Regions from separate parts of the Rattus norvegicus genome. Here region 2 is linked to region 1. The links are chromatin contacts, called in public Hi-C maps. All regions are on one chromosome and are shown on one strand. The core of a region is the stretch at or near the end of the contact, and the rest is flanking DNA. Distances in the headings are between cores, read along the strand shown.

Region 1 (3,620 bases), core at 666-3,165:
CAGAGGATCTGACTCTGACTTCGAGAGGGCAGGGGCAGCCATTTTAAGACCAGAGGATCACGTAAGGGATCGTTCCATATTGGGACCGCTGGGGACCGCCATTTTAAGAACAGTGCCGTGCACCCTTAGCGCGTGCCTCCATGCGGGTACAAACAGGCAGCCGCCATCTTGGACATTGGCTGCAGGCGCTGAGTCGCCCTGTCCCGCCCTACGGCCCCTCAGGCCACCTCCACCCGGGGCTGCTGTCCCTGGGCCCACGGAAACCCACCCTACTGGCCCTTGCCGCTTTCATTGCACGCTCGTTTGAATGCTCCGCCGCTTTTGAGCGCTCATTTTAACAAACCCCCACTGGGGGCGCTCGGGCGCCTTATACTCCGTGATCTCCAATCCTTACGATGTCTAACCGGCTCGACTGGCCCTGTTCCCTGAATATGGCAAGTGTATCGACTAAGGATCCTCTTTCCCAAGAACGCTAACACAGGCGTTGTCCTCTGAGGCTCTGAATGACTTTATTCTTCAAATGCCTTTACCTTTTCGTAGCTCCAGGTGAGCACCCGGGCATCCCCCTCTCCATTGCCTGAACGGATGGATCACCGAGGGAAACAGGCAGGATTTTGGCAGTTTAGCGGGGTCCCTTTATAGATAGAGTGCTTGGAGTTGGCCTGAAAGGGTGAGGAGATGGGGTAGAGGTGGGTAAGGAGGGCCTTGTGCTTCAGATAATCTCAGGATAAGTGCGGGTAGAAATGGACTGCTATGATTTCCAATCTAAGGGCGGGTCTGGGAGGGGGAGATGAGTTCAGAGGAGGTACAGCGCTCTTCAGAGGAGCGCACAGAAGAACTTCTTCTCCCGGAAGGGGTTCTCCGAAGTGGGCACAGGAGTGATGAGGGGATCCTCACAAGCGTGGGCATCACAGTAAGTCATCAGGTCTGCTGCTGCCTTGGACACCTGGGACACAGCCAGGAGGGGAAACATTAACCAGAATTCCTGAGAGGGACTGCAGTTCCTTCGCCAAAAAGGCTATCTTTTTGTTTCTAGTGCCCTTTGAGACAGCCCTCTCCCCCAACGCCAGTCCTCGGAACAACTTTGCTGACAAAGCCCAGTTTCTGCCTCTGACCTCAGGGTGTCAAGAAAAGAAGCATTTTTTTTTCTTCTCCGGGGGTTTGCAAACCTACAGTTGAGGCCTGGAGGACTAATGGGAGCCAGGATCGCACCCACCTTTATCCGGCACAAGCTGGCCTCAATCTTAAGCTGTTCCACCATCTTGCGTGCTTGGCCAATACTCATAGTGCTGTTAACGGGGGTCTCCCCTTTCATCCTGGAGTAAAGACAGATAACTCAGTACCCTCAGCTGAAGCACTCGGCTCTTCAGCAACCACACAGCTAGGATTGTGCCCCAATATTTTGTGCCCTCAATATCTCCATTCTCCAGTGGCCATCCCCCCCCCCTTTTTTTTAAGTGGGGAGAATGGAGAAGATGAGATGAAATGCTCTCCTAATCCTGGGTCTTGGTCATCAAACGATTTAAGGATTTTAAGTCTTCGAGCCAAGTATGTTACCAGCAATAAAAGCCTCAGTCAGAAAGAGCCCCACCCTGATGAAATTACATCAGCCACATGTCCCCTTAAGCCCTAAAGAGAAAAAAAGCTGCTCTCTACTCACCTGAAGTGACAGCAGCAGCAGCAGCCGCAGCCTGAGATGTAGGGTCAGTGGGGAGGGGGCACCAAACCCTGCCTCAGATAAGTGCCCCACCCTGCCAGGACTTGGAGCTAAAAATATCTGTAGCACTGACAGTTAATGCAGAGAAGGTCACTGGAGACGCTCAGACTGGAGATCCTTGGAGGGGTGGTCTCAGTTTCTGCAGCTTAAGCACTGCCCAGATGGCTGGTACCTGAAGGATGAAGGATGCTGGAAGGAGCTGCTCAGATTCTGGAGCATACCAACTGCCTGGACAGTGGGGGAGTCTGTCTGCTGTTTGCATCCCCTGTGCACACCCTCACTGTTGCTATCTCACTACCTGCCCCTGCCCATTGTAGACGCCCTTAGTCTAAAGTAGATCCCTCCCCAAAGGACCTGAGGCAGAAGCAGGCTCCCCTCTCAAATGGGGTGGTCTGGGCCTGTGACAGCCCCTGCATTAGAGTCTGTACCCGCTGCGGGAGACCCTGCTCATTTGAAAGTCTGACATCAGCTGGACTGCTACACCCCCCCCCCAACCCTGACACAGCACTTAGTACCTGAATCTTCATTTCTTTCAGTGACCCTCCATTCTTCAGATCTAGGAAGATGTGACACTCTACAGGTGATCAGCTTCTAGATCACCACTTTGTACCCACAAGTGATTTGAGTTGGGGATCCAGGGGCAGCAGAGGTAACCATCAGGAAGATATTTAAAGAAATGATACATCACAGACGAGAAGCTGGGGGGAAAGAGACATGCAGAGACCCGGTCAAAGGATCAGACAAAGAGGAGGTAAGGTGCCTTGCACGAGAGTCAGTGTGAATATTGTGAACACAGGTGGGCTTCTCGGAGTGCGGAGTAGGGTGGCAAGAGGTGGGGTTGGGGAGATAGGGAATTAATTTGAAATTTCTCATGTAATTTGAGTAGATTGCTACTATTTAAAAAAGATGTGCATTGGCCTTGCCTCCTGGAGGATGTTATCTAGAAGATGCCACCTTTAGAGATCTAGTCTCATGTTTTTTGTAGGGATTTTGAGGTTGCTGCATCACATGGGTCACAGAAGGTCAATCACATCACGCAGCATAAACTGGAGACTGAAAAGGGTTGAAATGCTGCCATGCTTGACTAGCGGAAGGCACCATCTGTGCAACACACAAGATTCAGGTTCCGTCAGGGTGCAAGGTTCTCTGAGCTCCCTTTGGACTCCCACAGGCCCAAGGAACTCTACTGAATAAAAAGCAAAAATTAAAAAAAAAAAAAAAAAAAGCCAGCATTCATTTCACACCTGCACTCAATCACATTGAGAAGACCGGTGGTAAAAAGGTATGACAGAGGGTTGTGATTGAGGTCCTGGATAGGAGGACCAAGGGGACGCTGCTGAGTCTCAGCTTGCGTTGGAGATTATAATGGGGCCTGGGTGAAGAGTGAACTGTTCCTTTAGTCACTCAACTAAAGTGTAATGGGCTTCTGGCAGAGACGGGTGAGCAAAGCACTTTACAGGCTCTGCCCTCTATACAAGGCTCAGCCCCTGCAGGAGATTGACAGATGGGCGGGGCTTCCTCAGCAGCCGGAACTGCCTTCTCTAAATTGCTTGGGCAGCGGGAGGCCGGTGAGTCTGCCTCGCTGCGGTGGCGAGCTCGTGTCCACCGCCTTACCCCAAGGGGTGGGCGCCGCAGCGTCGTCCACCGGGCGCTGTGCCAGGTTAGGGGTCACCTCCTCCGTGAGCGAGCACAGGCCCAGGCGGAGGGAAGACACTCCAGCGGCAATTTTGACTTTTCTAAGGAGGCTGCTGGCTTTGAGCCGGACTTTCGGGCTGTGCGACCTTAGGCAAGTCACTCACCTCCATGCAAACCTCTGGCATTCTGGTTCCATGTCATCTGTGTTTCGAGAGAGATTTAAGGGCCACTTCTGCGAGTGTATCAAGGAAGTTTGTCCCAGGCTCCA
Region 2 (3,620 bases), core at 553-3,052, 270 kb after region 1:
CCCGTCTGGGATCAGCCTCTGCCTCCCCTTGCTTGGCCTGTGGGTTGTTCTAAACTAAAAGCCCCAGGCTTTCCCTGTCATGGGAATGGTCATGTCAGTTACAGAAACAGCCCTCCAGGGGGCGCTTGTTTATCTGGGGCCCTGAAACCGAGCCCTCAGTCACGGTCTGTGCCTGCTCCTCATTTTGCCTTTGCCTTCTTCCTACCCAACCACCATGCTCATGAGCCTTGCTTGCTGTCTTCCTCCCCAAGGCCCTGGACTTTCTGGTAACTCTATCTTAGAGCCTTTATAGTGACTAGGTCCCTAAAGACCCGGATGAGTAAGGCTCACTTACTCTGTGAGTTAGACACACAGCTATAGCAAGGAGGATGTAGCCTCTGCTCTGAAAGCAGCTTCATTCTGGTTTGACCAGAGTACCAGAGGTAGAAGCTCCCAAAGTGGAGATCACATTTGTAGGGTGGCTGCACTGTGGAGTCTATAGGCCCTGATTCATATTCTGGTATTCGTGTTAGTTTGGAAAACCACATGGCTGGGTGTGGTCGAGTCCACCTGTAATCCCAGCCCTTGGGAAGCAGCAGCCAAGGCAGGGGCAGGGGCAGGGAGACCAATGTGAACTGGAGGCCAGCCTGGTCTACATAATAGTGAGTTCCAAGTGAGCCCGGGCTATACAGTGAGGCCCTACCTCAGAAAGGAACCACAGGCATAGATAGCATCGGCCTTCTAGGGTAGTTAAGGAGAGAGTTAATGAAAATGTGGCTGGCTTTGGACACTCCTTGTTCTGACCCCCAGAGTGGAGCAGCCTTGTGGTCTGGCCCCAGCTCTGTTGTCTCTTCTGGGCCCAGGAGGCCCACTTCTTCATGAAGAAGAACTGTCTGCCAGGAGCTGAGCTCATGGGTGGGGTGGCTGCAGGGGCCACCCATCAGCCAGTTGTCCTCCCTTTCCTGGGAGCTGCTCCAGAGACAAGGGGCAAGACATCTGCTTTTCATTGTGTGGCTGTCTCTAATTCTTCTGACATCTGAACTTCTTTTTGAAGGAGGACAAACTTAACTGGTTGTGAACGAGCTTGTTGCTGAGGGGGAAAAAAAATCAAATGGAGACTGGAACCAGGCAGAGCTGGGGTGCGAGTCTCCCCTGTGCAGTTATCCTGTGTGTTAGATGCTAGGTCTCCATCCCTGACTTCAACCATGCTCTGCCTGGTAGGGCTCGTTCAGAACTAGCAAGTGTTTGTTAATGACCTGTCTATTCCACATTGTAGAAACAGAAGTGAAAATGTTTCCTAAGCCATAGAATGTAAAGCTGGTTTTCTCCTTTGTGTGGGCACCCATGCGAGAAGAGCAGAGTCCCTGCCAGTTTAGGGAATGGGTCAAAATCGTCGAAGTTAACTTCTGAGACCACAGAGCAGTGGCTTACTTAGTTACTTGCTTGTCTGTTTAGACACGATTCTTACTCTGTAGTTTAGGCTGGTCTGACTCTGCCTCAGCCTTCTGAGCTCTGGGCCACACTACACAGCCAGAGGCCCATGGTAAAGATGCAGGCTGATGACCTTGAAGAGTCAGGGGATCAGAAAGGGTGGTCTGGTTGGTGACATTTGGGATGATAAATATACAATAACGACTAACACATGCTCTATGGGTATCTAAAGATTTTCTGTGCAGTGAGTAATTGGCCATCACAGCACTGGAAATGTTGCTATCAATCTTCTATCATTCTTTCAGGCTTAGTGACAAGACTGGCTGAGAAGCACAGATTCCAAGAAAGGAGGTTGGGTTTCCTCATTCCTCAGGCTGCTTCTTTGAGGCTTGGACACAGCTGCCTCCCATGTGACTTAGGAAGCCTTGAAACAGAGATAGACTTAGAAGCTGGGCTGTATGCTGTGGCCTCAGAGCCCCAACAGCACCATAGGTTTACAGGTCTGGTCGTGTGCGTGCCAGGCCTCGGAGGTAGGCACCTCCCCTCGGGCTGACAGCATGGTTGTTCTGAGAACTGCTCCGGTGAAGGGCAGGATGCCTGCTGAGCCTCAGAGGGGCTGGATTATTCTGCATTAGCCTCTTCCCTGGCATGGCTTCCCTTTGGGGCTGGGGCTGGACATCTGGGGAGGTGGTAGAACAATAGCCATGGTGGTTAGAGACAGGAACCAGGGCTGACACCACTTTTGTCAAATACAATGAAGTCCTTCCCAAGGGGTCCACTGAATCGTTGGTTAGGACACTGGTTTAGCCCTCTGCAAGCTTGGGAGGTGCATGAAAACAGAGGAGTTGTACCCACAGGCCCAGCAGCCAGTCCCTGCAGCACATTTTCAAGTTCCGACTCAGTCGGGAACCTGGAGGCAGAGATGGGAGCAGGAATGGGTGGGGGGAGGGCTTTACCCATGTGGCAGTGCCCCACCCAAGGTCCTGACCCTTTCAGGGTAGGGCAACAAATATGCTGAGAGCAGACAGCAAATATGTTGGAATTTGTGCTGCCACAGGGACAGGGTGGGAAAGGGCTTGGGAAAGTAGCACACGTTTTAGTCATGAGGCATCCATGGTGTGATATCTGCGTGATCTATGTTAGAGATAAGATGAAATGGCCTGGACTGGGGAGGCTCAGGACAGACAGGCTGGATCAGGGTGAAGTCAGCCCAAAGGTATGTGGGGCCCACACCTCGCTCAGTGGGTGCAGAGGAGGGGCCTGGACAAGCCTGGAGGAGAGAAAACTTGGCCTTCTTTCTTGCTTTTAAGATTCAATGCTTGGTTTCTGACTACAAGGCTGGGGGTTCAGGAGTTCAAGTCCCTGGGGATCTGCATGGGTAGGGAGTCCTAGGCTGTACTTGAATATCAGGAGAACCTCAGGATCTTTAGCCCAAGGTAAATACTCCTGGGTTTGGAGAGAGAGGTGAACAGCTGCTTTGATTTGTAAATACTTCTGAAAATGCCCTTTTGATGCTTTGATGCTCTGGGGTGGCCTGGCTATTGTGTTGGGGAGCAGGGGCCCTGGGAAAGGTTGGAGGTAAGAGTAGTTAGGAAGAACAACAAACAGATCCTTTGTAGGAGGGGAAGTGACCTGGGGAAGGGGGGTGGGGTGGGAGAGTCCTTTCCTGGTAGCAGCACAGTGTGAACCTAGTCTCACCTGCTCTTCTCACCCTAGTTCACACCCTGCCAAATCTGGGTGGGGCCTATGCTTTGGCACAAGCCATAGTTCTCTGTCCAGTCTTCTGCCCAGGGACCATCTCACAGCCCAGGGCTCTCAGCTTTAGTTCATGGCCCAGAAACACTTAGGAGCGTCTCTGTTGGACATGGCCTACTTGGCACATAGCCAGCAAGCACCCCTGGGCTTCGGTCTTTAGTTACCTCTCTCAACCATCTGAGTCAACCTAACCAGTGGAGAAAGTTTCACATCACAGGCACAAGATTCTACACAAGTCTGTCATACTTAAAAAAAGAAAATGGTGAAATGAGATAACCCCACTGTAAAGAAAGATGGGCGCATTTAAATGAGGACAGAATATTATATGACAGGTTATTGACATGGGAAGGTAGATGATATTGACTAGGAGAGTTTGACGGGGTTGAAATGATGGCTCAGTGGTTTCGAGCACAGGCTATTTCAGAAAATCTGTGTTCAGTTTCCAGCCACCCACC

The links. Hi-C and Micro-C count contacts between places; a contact is called where the count stands out from the background.
Region 2: a contact with region 1 is called in a Hi-C map of the A7r5 cell line, with 5 times the contacts expected there. The contact joins the enhancer-like site here to the promoter of Gng3 in region 1. A contact is called at or near these places in 7 of 12 Hi-C or Micro-C datasets (the A7r5 cell line, the Rat2 cell line, Schwann cells and 4 more).

The regions. Positions count from the first base shown.
Region 1 is chr1:215,160,803-215,164,422 of GRCr8, forward strand. It overlaps Gng3 (G protein subunit gamma 3), which reads right to left and starts at 1,916. Exons shown (of 3, transcript NM_053658.1): 1 at 1,661-1,916; 2 at 1,217-1,316; 3 at 150-946. The coding sequence starts at 1,315. The coding sequence ends at 818. It overlaps Bscl2 (BSCL2 lipid droplet biogenesis associated, seipin), which reads left to right and starts at 141. Exons shown (of 12, transcript NM_001012171.2): 1 at 141-546; 2 at 2,254-2,468. The coding sequence starts at 2,394.
Region 2 is chr1:215,427,524-215,431,143 of GRCr8, forward strand. No RefSeq gene overlaps it. Among named protein-coding and RNA genes, the nearest start is that of Scgb1a1, 20 kb to the left of the region's middle. Within about 2 kb of position 1,803, at least 18 of the 93 cell types and tissues checked have an H3K27ac peak or open chromatin away from gene starts, as enhancers often do. A contact at or near this core is called in the A7r5 cell line and Schwann cells, where this site is marked.